Linked DNA regions of Oryctolagus cuniculus: region 2 is linked to region 1. Evidence: chromatin contacts called from public Micro-C data. All regions are on one chromosome and are shown on one strand. Each heading gives the region's core, a stretch centred on a gene start, on an enhancer-like site or on the middle of the called end of the contact. The rest is flanking DNA. Distances are from core to core; before and after follow the strand shown.

Region 1 (5,829 bases), core at 1,064-3,563:
GGTAAATCATAAAGTGTGGGGACTAATACACTTCTTTCACTTAATATTTTGCTTTTAGTTGGGTAAGCTCTGTATTAAGAAATTAAACCTACACACCATTTCTTATCACTGAACACTCTGTAATATCAATCAGGAGAAACTTTAGGAGGAACATACTATGTAAATCCTTGAGATAAAATTTCACTTGTCCCACATACCCTTAAGTATAAAAAATAAGTATTATCTGAATTGATACAAGGAACAGACATCTGGTATTCATATATAAACAAAAACAAATACTTTATATGCAATCTATAGTTGGACAGAATGCATAACAAACAGGAATACAACTAGGAAACAAATTCAATAGTTTTAACACCAAAAATCTCCAATTTCTTATCTTCCAATTAAACGACAAACCAAAGTACTTCCAAAATACCTGCCATGCAGCACGCACTGAAATCAAATATATTTTGTAAGTGTCAATAAATCTCATGGCCTAACAGATCAGACCAAGGTAGAAATGAGCTTGTTCCTAGACTGCCAGCCCCTTGACTTTAAGGGGTCGATGTACTCTTTCTAATAACAAGTCACTTTAAGTCTCTAACTTTATTATTTATTCTTATTGTAGTCACTTTTTTCAAAGTATCATTGCACAGCCAGGATGTACAATGTTGCTCAATTCTATGGAATACCAACAGGTTCCTTAAGTCTGAAGTTTATCAGCATGATCTGAAATGCATGCTACAACTACACTGTGAAGAGCTTCGAAATGAACACACTTTTCTGAAAGCAAACTGTAAAAATATTTAATTTTCAACTGGTGCATGCGGGATTTAAAGCTCTTCCAAGTTTTTTCTTAGTTCTGGTAATTGAAAACATCGGTCATTGTTACCTTGTTTGAATCTGAATATTCGCTTTCCTACCAGCAAAAAAGGAAAAAAAAAGTCAAAAAGGTAAAAAGAAATAAGAGGAAAAGAAGAAAAAAAAAAAAAGAGGCGCGCCTGCTGGGTATATGAGCTCCGCCCCCAACACTTAAGGGCGAATATCCTTGCCCATCTTTAATCAGATCTGCCTTTCCGACGGTCCTCATCCCACATACATTGTTAATCTTGGAAAGCATCTCAGAACGCAAACTGGTTTTAAAAGACGTTGCTTATACGTCTGGACTTCACAGCCTGGAAGGGCTGGGACTGGGAATTACGTGTCCCTAAACGTGGCCTTATGAGGAGTGGTAGGCAGAAAGGGAGCCGGATCAGTGGCAGAAAAAAGTGTGAATTACCAAGGCCGGAACTTTAGATCCCTACTTTAGAAATCTTCCCTCCCTCCAGCCCGCACCCATCCCCGGAATTAGAAAGCTCAGGAAAGGTGGAGGGCCAGTTCGGCTGGAGGCAACTATTTAAGGATTTTGCAAAATTCGGCTGAAGAAGACGCTGCGAGGAGAGACGGAATGGGAGACAGACGAACGCTGAGAGCTGGTCCCTGGGGTCCCAGGGGGACCCCGACCTGCTGGAAAGCCGACGGCGTCCGCAGCAGGGGGCGTGTGGGGGGAGGGCCGTCCCAGGTGAGGCAGCCCAGGCGCGAGGGTCCAGGCGACAAGAAGACTGGGCGAACTAACCTGGTGCCCAGGGGCCTCCCCGTCAGAAGGGGGAGTCGTGCTTGCACTACAGGGGGTCCTCCCTCTCCCTTTCCAACTCCTCCTCACCAGGGCCGTAGAACTTGCTGCCTTTGGTCACGTCGAAGACTTTCCCATTGACCGCGAGCAGGATGCGCGGGGTGCGGGACCCGTCGTATTGGCGCAGCTGCTCCAAGCTGAAGTCCCGCTTCTTCATGCGAGGCAGAGAGGCGGCGGGGCTCTCCTCGCCCGCCCCGGCCCCGGATCCCAGACCCCGCCGCCCCCAGCGCACCCACAGCCGGTAGGCCCCCAGCAGCACCAGCGCCACCAGCGCCACGTTCAGCAGCATCTCCCCGCCCCCCGTCAGAAGCGCCAGCACCGCCGCCGCCCAGCCGCCCCCTTCCGCTGCTGCTCCCGCGCCGCCTGGGCTCTCGCTGCTGCCGTCGCTACTGCTCTCGCTGCCACTCCCCAGGGTGCCTAGCTTCACGTCCCCATCACCCGCCGCCATCACTGCCCGCCAGCGCCTTCCTCCTCCTCCCCGCCCCCTGCCCTCCCCAACCCCAGGCCGGCCCCGCCCATGAGGGGGGACTTCCCAGCCAATAACGTGAGGGGAGAGGGCGGGGACAGGCCGCCTCCTGATTGGGTGTTGACGGGGTAACGTTGTCTCGGCTCTCTCCCCTCCTCCCTTCTTTTGCAGGCCGCGCTCGCGTGCGACGCCCCGCCCATCTCGCCCCACACTTCCCCGCTTTCGCTCCTCGCCTCGGATCTGTGAAACAGACGAGGAGGGCGGATCTGAAGAAAAACATGCTGCGCCGACAGCGCGCGTGCGCGCACGCGCGTGTGGGCGGGGCAAGGGCACAGCGCGTGCGCCGATGCCGGAGCGCCACGCGCTCTCCTTTCCAGAGCAGCCTCTCGGAGAGGCCCGCTCCCCCCGCCCCCCGTCTCCCTGCTGTGCGCGTGCGCGCGGGGCTCGCGTCTCTTCCCAGGCCTGGGTTCGCGGCCGTGAACTCCCGCCTCTTTGCTCTCGCCGCGCTCGGGCGCTTCACGTGTGCGGAGGCGGCCCTGGGGGCGGGCCGGCGCAGGTGGTGTGTGGGCGGCCTCGGCGCGATCTTAAATACTGGGAGCAAGTCGATGAGAGATGTCTGTTGCTCCCCCGGGAGCGTGGCCCTGGAGGTGGGACAGCATCCAGAAGTTTAGGCGAGGAGCTGGCCCTGGACTTCCCTGGTATCGGCAGTCTCGGTGGCGATTGCGCGGCGCCAAGCAGCCGCTCCCCTTGGGCTTTGCTCAAGGTTGCTGTTGTAGAACTCTTACTTGAGATTAACCGTTTAGTTTTTCTCTGGATCCTAATCTGTGGCACTTTGGATGTGGATGGGCTGGCGTGGTCCTTGTGTTTGCTTTAATTTTTTTTTCCATTAATTAATTTATTTGAAAGTCAGAGTTACACAGAGAGAGGAGAGGCAGAGAGAGGTCTTCCATCTGCTGGTTCACTCCCCAATTGGCTGCAATGGCCAGAGCTGTGCCAATGCGAAGGCAGGAGCTTCTTCTGGGTCTCCTGTGTGGGTGCAGGGTCCCAAGGACTTGGGCCATCTTCTGCTGCTTTCCCAGGCCACAGCAGAGAGCTGGATCAGAAGTGCAGCAGCTGGGACTGGAACCAGCGCCCGTATGGGATGCTAGCGCTGCAGGCAGTGGCTTTGCCTGCTATGCCACGGGCGCAGACCCCTCGCTTTAGTTTTATGTACAGTTTTGTTCCTGGGGTGTCCTTTGTACTTTCAAATCCTGGAAACCCCACATAGTCACTCCTGAAGCTTCTTTCTTGGTGCTGCTGTCTCATGCACGTGACTTACTTGCCCTCTTTCCTGTTGGGTCTGCTCTTTGTGTTCTCTGAGCCTTCCCAGACTACCTGGTTTGATGAGTGTTGGAACAAGGACGTAAGCCTTAGCCATGTTAGGGTCACATTACTCCTGCCTGCTTTCAAGAGGCCAGTTAAGTCTCACGCCCTATTATTCTCCACCCTACCCTCTGGGTTCTAACGCAAGTTTGGTAGCCAGTGGGCCAAACTTGAACCTGTGTGGGGAAACACACCTCCACCTACTGCCCTCCACCCCAGCTTCTAGCCCACCAAAGATATAAAGAGGCCCAGCCTGCTGGGGTCTGGGCCCTCTGCCATGTGTCCCTTCTGTGTGCCTCTGGCAGTTGATCACCCACCTCTGCGGATTTATTTTATTTGGGTAAATTCAGTCAGGCTATCAGTTCGTATTCTGTTTCCTCTCTCAGCCTTTTTCTTCACATTTGGTGTCCCACCGGAGGTGGTACCAGTCTGTGCCCCTTTTTCTTGTAATGTGTGACGATTTTTGTTTAATTTTGAGGAACTGGTGGTGTCTAAGAGAGGCATGGAGTAGCCGTGGGGCTTATGGTACGAGCCAAGGGAAGCAGTGAGCAGCCCATTTTGGCTGTAAGTGAAGAGGAGCAAAATCTGGAACTCCAGGTGGTTGTCTTTAGTATCAGGGAATTGACCGGGACCGTATCTGGTGTTGTTGGTCTTGGAGGAGTTGCTGAAGATTTTGACAGGGCAGGTAACAGCACTGAAAGTTCCAAGACCTCATTTAGCAGCCAGGTGTATGCAGGATTGAGGAGGGAGGTCTATGGGAAACCAGTGTGTGCATGAAGTTAGGACACCCAGAATTAGTGGTGGCATCAAGTAATTTCTATAATGGGCCAGGTAATACTTCAGGTGCCACGAGGTGCAACTACTTAATTCTGCCTTGTAATGAGAAAGCAGCCATAGGCATGTGGCCTGTTCCAATACAATTTTATTTATAGGCAATAATTTCAAGTGTCATGAAATACAATTTTGAATTTTTCAATTACTTAAAGATGAGGAAGCTTTTTTTTTTTTTTTTTTTAAGCCTTCAGAAGGTCCAAAACAGCCTGCAGGCCACGATTTGCCAATCCATGAATTAGAAGTACTTTCTTGAGGTAGAGTGAACAGGAAGTGACCATATAATCTGCCCTCTAACAGAAAACTTTTGGAAATGAAAGAGGGCAGTGTTAATAACACTGGGAAAACAGGAGTGAAATGAGATTCTCACAGGCAAACCTCAATGAACAGTCACTCTAAGGTTAAGGGTAAGGAGCTCACACTGACTAATCTCTTGAATTTCAGATTCCTTGTGTATGTCACCCATTTTGACTTTTTATCATGTGCTGTTCCTGACTATTTAATTCTTTTCTTTTTTTTTTTTTTTTAAGATTTATTTATGTATTCTAGAGGCAGAGTTACAGACAAAGAGAGGGAGAGGTCCTCCATCTGCTGGCTCACTCCCCAAATGGCCACAAAGGCCAGAGCTGAGCTGATCCAAAGCCAGGAGCCAGGAACTTCTTCCAGGTCTCCCACGTGGGTACAGGGGATCAAACACTTGGCCCATCTTCCAGTGCTTTCTCAGGCTGTAAGCAGATAGCTGGATCAGAAGAGGAGCAGCCAGGACACAAACTAGCGTCCATATGGGATGCTGGCATTGCAGGTGGAGGCTTAGTCTACTACAATAGCGCCAACCCGGACTATTCCATTCTTGAAATTCCTCTTTGGATTCCAAGATTCCTCTTTTTGCTTCTGTGGATGCTCCTCTTCTGACCTCTTTTGGCCTTCTTTTTCCTCTTGGATCACTACCTTGTGTAGAGGTCATCTGCAAGCATTTGTCATCTGCATTCTTTGCTACTGTTACTCCTTTTTTCATCCTGACACTGCTTTTACCTGTTGTCACAGAGATGTGACACTGAAAAACAGCTCTCTTAAGCCCTGACTTCTCTCTGAGATATGTTAGCATAAGTCACCAAGTATTTCCATTTTCTACACATATAGAAAACTTAGATTTCCCTACTCCTGTGGCCTAAAGCATGGCTGATGAAATGTGATGGGAATGTAACATGTGTCGCTTCCAAGCAAAAGCTTAAAGAGCCTGTGCACATTTCTTATGTTCTCTCTCCTTTGACCACATTGGTTTTAATTTTCTATTGTCCCTTTACAAATCACCCTCAGTCTTAGTGGCTTAAAGCAGTCACTTTATTATCTCTAATGATTTTGGGGTTGACTGAGCTCATTGGCAGGTGTCTAAACTTGCTTTAGGGTGTTTCCTCTGGTTCCAGCCAGGTATTGTCTGGAGCTGAGTAATTCAGAGGCTCAACTCACATGCTAGAATGGCTGAGCCTTTCCGTTCCTCTGTGTTTTCCAGAGCGTC
Region 2 (5,829 bases), core at 1,302-3,801, 220 kb before region 1:
GGAGAGTGGATATGGAGGGGCAACAACAAGATAGGTGAGGGTGTTTCAAAGAGGAAGTTATGGGGACACAGGAGTTACTTGTATGCATTTGAAAGGGAGACAAATACCAATTCCCTTCACTGAGTTAGTGGTGCACACTGCAGTCTGATTCTGAACACTCAGTCATCCTCCAGTTCTTCCTTCTCTGCAAGCAAACCATGTTTCCATTAAAAAAAAAAAAGCTCTCCATTAATCCTTCCCCTTTACCTAAGAAATCCCTATATGACTTTTCACTTAAAAAGATGACAATGAAAAAAATGAAGCAACCATGGTTAGGTAGCCCATGTAAATCAAACTTGGGAGAACCAATCCATATTACCTTTTCTCAACTGACTCACCAGTCTTTAATCCATGTGTATTTGAATAGAGAGTAAAATAACGTGTTCTGAGTCACAGTCACAGTGAACTTGTTGATAGGCTTTTGTAAAAGGAGGCAAGGATTACCTGGCAGGACTCCAAAGGGCTGATTACAACAAGAACAAGTTGGTAGTTTGTTTTTTTTTTTTTTTTTTTTTAAGATTCATTTATTTATTTGAAAGAGCTACACGGCGGGGGGGGGGGGGGGGTCGGTCTTCCATCTGATGGTTCACTCCACAATTGGCTGCAACAGCTGGTCTCCTACGTGGGTGCAGGGGCCCAAGGACTTGGGCCGTCTTGTACTGCTTTCCCAGGTCATAGCAGAGAGCTGGATCGGATGTGGAGCAGCCTGGTCTTAAACTGGCGCCCATATGGGATGCTGGCGCTTCGGGCCAGGACATTAACCTGCTGCCCCGTAGCACCGGCCCCGGTAGTTAAAAACACAAAGCTTTACTCATAACAGAGCTGGTAAAAGTGTCCCATCTCAGGGATATAGATGGAAGTAAAATTCTCACTTAATCACAACTGGATTCAGGAGGTGGATAAGGGTCTGATAAATTAGAGATTACTGATATGGAACACAAGTCTTATTGTTTATAGCTGCTGAATAAATAGATTATTAGCCTTAGGGAAATAATTTAAGTTAAAAACAAAAAGTGGGTAAAGCCGCTGCCTGCAGTGCCGGCATCCCAAATGGGTGTTGGTTCAAGACCCAGCTGCTCTGCTTCCAACCCAGCTCTCTGCTATGGCCTGGGAAAACAGTAGAAGATGGCCCAAGTCCTTGGGCCCCTGCACCCACGTGGGAGACCCTGAAGAAGCTCCTGGCTATTGGCTCCTGATCCAGGCAGCTCTGGACGTTGTGGCCAATTGGAGGAGTGAACCAGCAATGGAAGACCTCTCTCTCTCTCTGCCTTTCTCTGTGTAACCCTTTCAAATAAATAAATCAATCTTTAAAAAAAGCGAAAAGCAAACAAAAAAACACCCCGTAACCTCAAATTTAATGTGATTTAAGTGAAACCCAAGGGAGGTGGGAATCCCAGACATTATATGTGCGTGGTTTGGCAGCCTTAAAGGAACCAGGAAGAATTCCTCCCAAATCCTTACAGGGGTGGGGGAAGGGCTGAGAAAAAAAAATCTGATTGAATTGAATCTCTGCTCAGAGACCTTGTACCCGCACATAAACATTAACTCATAAATAAACGCACATAAAACCAGTATCATGTCTAACTGAATTTGAGAGCCATACAGAAGCTCCTATCGGATTTATCATCAAAAAATTTGTACTACTTTAAAATTCATTCTAGTGAAAAAATATAATTCGTCATCAAGTGTTAGTCCTTCAAATTATAGGGATACTGAATAAAAAAGTTCAAAAGCGAAATATTAGCTGTTTCACACAAGGGCGCTTTAAAAATATTTCAGTTTGTGGGTGGGAATCAGGGCAGGGAAGTGCAGTAACTCAAATTTCGGGGCAAAGGTTTCATAAACAATTACCTACAGATAACACCGCTTTCACTGCGTTCCTGGCTCCAGATTCCAGGTCACCGCGATGCCCCCGAAGCGCCAGGGAGGGAACTTTCACCGCGCTAAGGCGCTGGGCGCAAAGGGCACAGCGGCCCGGTCGGAGACCCCGGCCCACGCGGGGGCACCCGGTGCTGGTGGGGGTGGCGGCCAGCACCGCCCCAGCGCCCTTCGCCCAGGGGCCACTCGGTCCCGGAGCCTAAGGGCAAATCGCCCGGCGGCTCCCCCAGCGCCACGTGCGCCACCCGCCCCGCACCGCGCCCGGGTGGCGGTCGTCGCCGCCGCGGGAGCCGAGCGCGAGCCCGCCGGCGAGTCATAGAGGGCCGGCGGGCGCCCCGCCCCTGCGCTCACAGCCCGGGCGACCGTCACCCGCGAGCCGGGAATCGCCCGGTGCGCCCTCCTTCCCCTCGGCGGGCCGCTGGGCGGGGCCGGCCCTCAGGGCGGGCGGCCACCTCGCGCAGCGCGGCGGCGGCGGCGGCGGCGGCCGGGGTCGGGGAGCAGCCACGTCACGCTCCGCGAGGAGGTCCCGCCCCGCCCCTCGGCCCGCCTCCGCATGCCGCCGCCCCGCCCCTCGAGCAGTTACCGGCGCGAGCGGCTTGCGCCTCCAGACGCCGCTAAAGGTCCTCCAGCCCGGCTGCCGGCTCCTCCGCAGCTGCCCGCGCCAGGTGAGGGCTCGCGGCTCCCGGCTGCGGCGCCCGGCGCGTGTTAGCTGGCTCTGGGCGTGCGCCGCCGACGAGGGCTGGGCCGGCGGGCGGTTAGCGCTCCGTTCGACGCGGGCCGGCACGCCGGGCGCTGCGCGGCCTCGGCGGGCGGCGGTGGCGGCGACGGCGGCCGGGCTCTCGGGTTCTGTGCCCCAGGCCGGCGCTAGTCGGTGCCCCGGCGGAGCGACGGGCACCCGGGCTCCCTGGCCCCGGGCCCCCCCCGGCTGGGGTGGCTGGGGCAAGGGGACGATGTCTGCTCGCGCCCCGGTGCCCGCCGTTCACTCTCGGGAGGATCCGCCCGCGGCGGCCGCAGAGAGGGAGTCGCGGTTGGCCGCGGCAAGCCGGCAGGCCGAGCAGCCGCCCCCGCCGGATCGAGACGGGAAGGAGGCGGCGAGGGAGGAAAGGGCCGCGGCCAGCACCAGCGCGGGGGCGCGGGGAGAGCCGTCTCCGGTGCCAGTGCTGGGACACAGCGTGCCCCAGGCGGCCGTGCCCGTGAGGCCCCTGTCCCTGCACCTGGCGCACAAGGCGCGCGGGCCCGGGGGCCCCTTCGGCGGGGAGCCGCTGCCACCGCCGCCGCGGGAGCCGCCGGCCGAGGACGCCCGAGATGAGGCGGCAGCGGCCGGCCCCGAGGAAAAGCTGCCGCCGCCGCCACTGCCACCACCACCGCCGCCGCTGCCGCCTAAGGAAAACCCCTGGACCAAAAAGCCTCCCCAGCACCTGTCCCCCGCCGGGACGGGCCCGCCGCCGCCCCCGCTGGAGACTCTGGAGGCAGGTCTGTGGCTTCTCCGCGGGGGGCTCGGGGAGGGTGCGGAGGGGCGACTCCTGGACTTGGCCGCGCGGGGCTGGGGGAGGGGCGGGCCCGGCTTCCCTGTCAGTCGAAGGTATTTCTTGCCAAGGTGTCATTCACGATACCCATTTACATAAATGGACATGTGGGAAGGGAGCGACAGGAAGAGGTGGGACCTCAGGTTCTCTTTGACTGATGGGGGCACGGAGGGGGTAAACTTGGCAGCGCGGCCCCGCTGGCGCGGCCCAGAACTGTGTGAATGAGTGACTCGGTAAAGTAGCTTTAACTTTGGATCGTCAGCGCGGTTCATTCTAGGGGGGAAATTTGGGCGGATTTGTAAATAGATTTACAGCAAGTTGGAGCAAAGGAGATTTATTTCCAAGTGGAAATGCGATTGTGATGTTTTGTTGATAAAACGGAAAAAAAAATCAAGGTTTTCAGAACACTGCTAAGGAGTCATTGAACATGAGACCCTGAGTGTGGTGGCTCATAAAGTGCTTTGGGCGATGATTGTGAGTGAAAATAATTGAAACAGGATAGTTTGACACAGGAGAGAGAATTGCACGTTAGGGAAATTGTGATCTAACATTCTGTGAGCTCTTATTCCCTTTTGAGATTAGATTGTGTGGTCAGCATTTGAATGCTGATCTATGCAGTATGGCCCTTGGTGCTTTATTTTGGTTGCAGCAACTACCCTGGTTGTTTTAAAAATGGAAAAGCTAGATAAAATGAAAAGGCAGTGTCTTTCATTTTTGCCATGTTAAATTATAATGAATTAATTGAGCTTTTGTGTAGACATAACAGCTGTTTTCTTGCAAGGCTTTGCTACTTAAATTTAAAGGTTAACAGTGGAACAGAAAAAAATTTGAACACTTTTACGGGGTTGTGAGAATCAAATGAGATGAAGGATGTGGTGGTATAAAACATAAGGCGGTTGTTGTAAACCCACGTTTCTTCCCAGGAACTCCAGTAGAGGGAGATAAGTGTTGACTTCACTGAATTCTTTAGTTTTTGTACAGAAATGCACTTCCTTCCTTCGTTGTTCATTAATTTCCATAGTTGGAGCAAACATTAAAATTGGCTGTAGGTTTAATATTAGTGTAATTCCCTGCTGCCTGTTACTTATTGAAGAGAGTAAAATTTAGCAAAGAAAGCAAAATCTGAATGGCTGTCTTACCTCCCTACTTCTAACCTTAATTATACATTATATCGGGTAAACACCAGAAAATGAATTCTTGATTGGTTGTAAAACCAATTTTACAGGTTTTAAGACTTAAAAGTGACTTGGGGGTTTTAATTGCAAATGATTGGTGAAAATATTTCAGTTTAATGTCCTAACAGGTGCCTTCCTACTCCAGTGTTCATTGAAGATTAAGAATTAGGTGATCCTTGATGTATGGTGGGATTCACGAAGTTTCGGTTTTGTTGATGTTTCTGTAGGAAACACTTTGTGTCTTTGGAATCCATTCTGTGCACCCAGGAATACTGTTACTCTTACTGGAAGCAGTGTATTAACTATAGTCTTTGTCCAGTGTGGCCTGCACTGTTCTACAACTTTTATTTGCAGTTGAGTAACTTAGCTAATTTAGATAAGAGGTTGTGATGTAGGAATGCACTGTGCTGAGACACTTGGGTACTCACTAACTAGTTGACTTCTGGCAAGATTTTTGGGCTTTGTAAATGGATAAGTTTCCTAATACCAGAGAACCATCTGTATATTTACCTGTGTACTTTAACTTCCTATTTTCCTAAACAAGTTTATAACTTCAAGAATAAAGAAGGTTATTTAGGGTTTAGAGTAGGTACAAACCAAGAAGTGTTAAATTAGTAATTTATTGGTAGGGTACTTGTAAAAGTTAATCTACAAAACAGAATACTCAGAAAGGGAAGCATATTAATCATGCTTTAGCAACAGAGTTAAGCCAGGTTTGTTTTGGCTGAACGGGGACCTTCTGTTATTCTGCTAATGAGGTAAAGGAATTCTGTGCCCAGAATTTTGCCAGAAAATTTATTACCGAGGTTGGAAACATAGGGGAGTATTTCAGGGGATAAATCTTGAATTTTCTCTGTATTAGTACCTGCAGACCTAAATGAAGTGGGCTCTTGATATCTTTGTGAGACTTTCTTCCACTTGTAGGGTGTTCTGGAGTGTATTGATGTTGTTTAGAGATCCAGGGAAGGCACTCAGCCAAAGCCTGACCCATCTGAGAGGCTTAGTGCCCTTGCTGTCTTGAATTCAGTTAGGAGACCAGAAAGAACTTGGCCTAATCTGTGTCTTCATGTTGTGTTAAAATAATTTTATTTATATTGGAGACTTTTTAAAATCATAATATGGAATTTATTAATCACTTGTAGCTATGATTTTATTTTACATGTTAAAAATCTGCTTTCTAATTTCCTTTCTTTCACTCACAAAAACATAAT

The links. A called contact is a pair of places that touch in the nucleus more often than the background predicts.
Region 2: a Micro-C map of ear pinna shows a contact between it and region 1, with 8 times the contacts expected there. The contact joins the promoter of LARP1B here to the promoter of PGRMC2 in region 1. A contact is called at or near these places in 2 of 6 Hi-C or Micro-C datasets (ear pinna and an unstated tissue).

The regions. Positions count from the first base shown.
Region 1 is chr8:36,454,558-36,460,386 of mOryCun1.1, reverse strand. It overlaps PGRMC2 (progesterone receptor membrane component 2), which reads right to left and starts at 2,313. Exons shown (of 3, transcript XM_002717245.5): 1 at 1,685-2,313. The coding sequence starts at 2,102.
Region 2 is chr8:36,676,712-36,682,540 of mOryCun1.1, reverse strand. It overlaps LARP1B (La ribonucleoprotein 1B), which reads left to right and starts at 2,551. Exons shown (of 20, transcript XR_011378248.1): 1 at 2,551-3,390. LOC108178132 (a long non-coding RNA gene) reads right to left here and starts at 2,232. Exons shown (of 4, transcript XR_011378253.1): 1 at 1,895-2,232.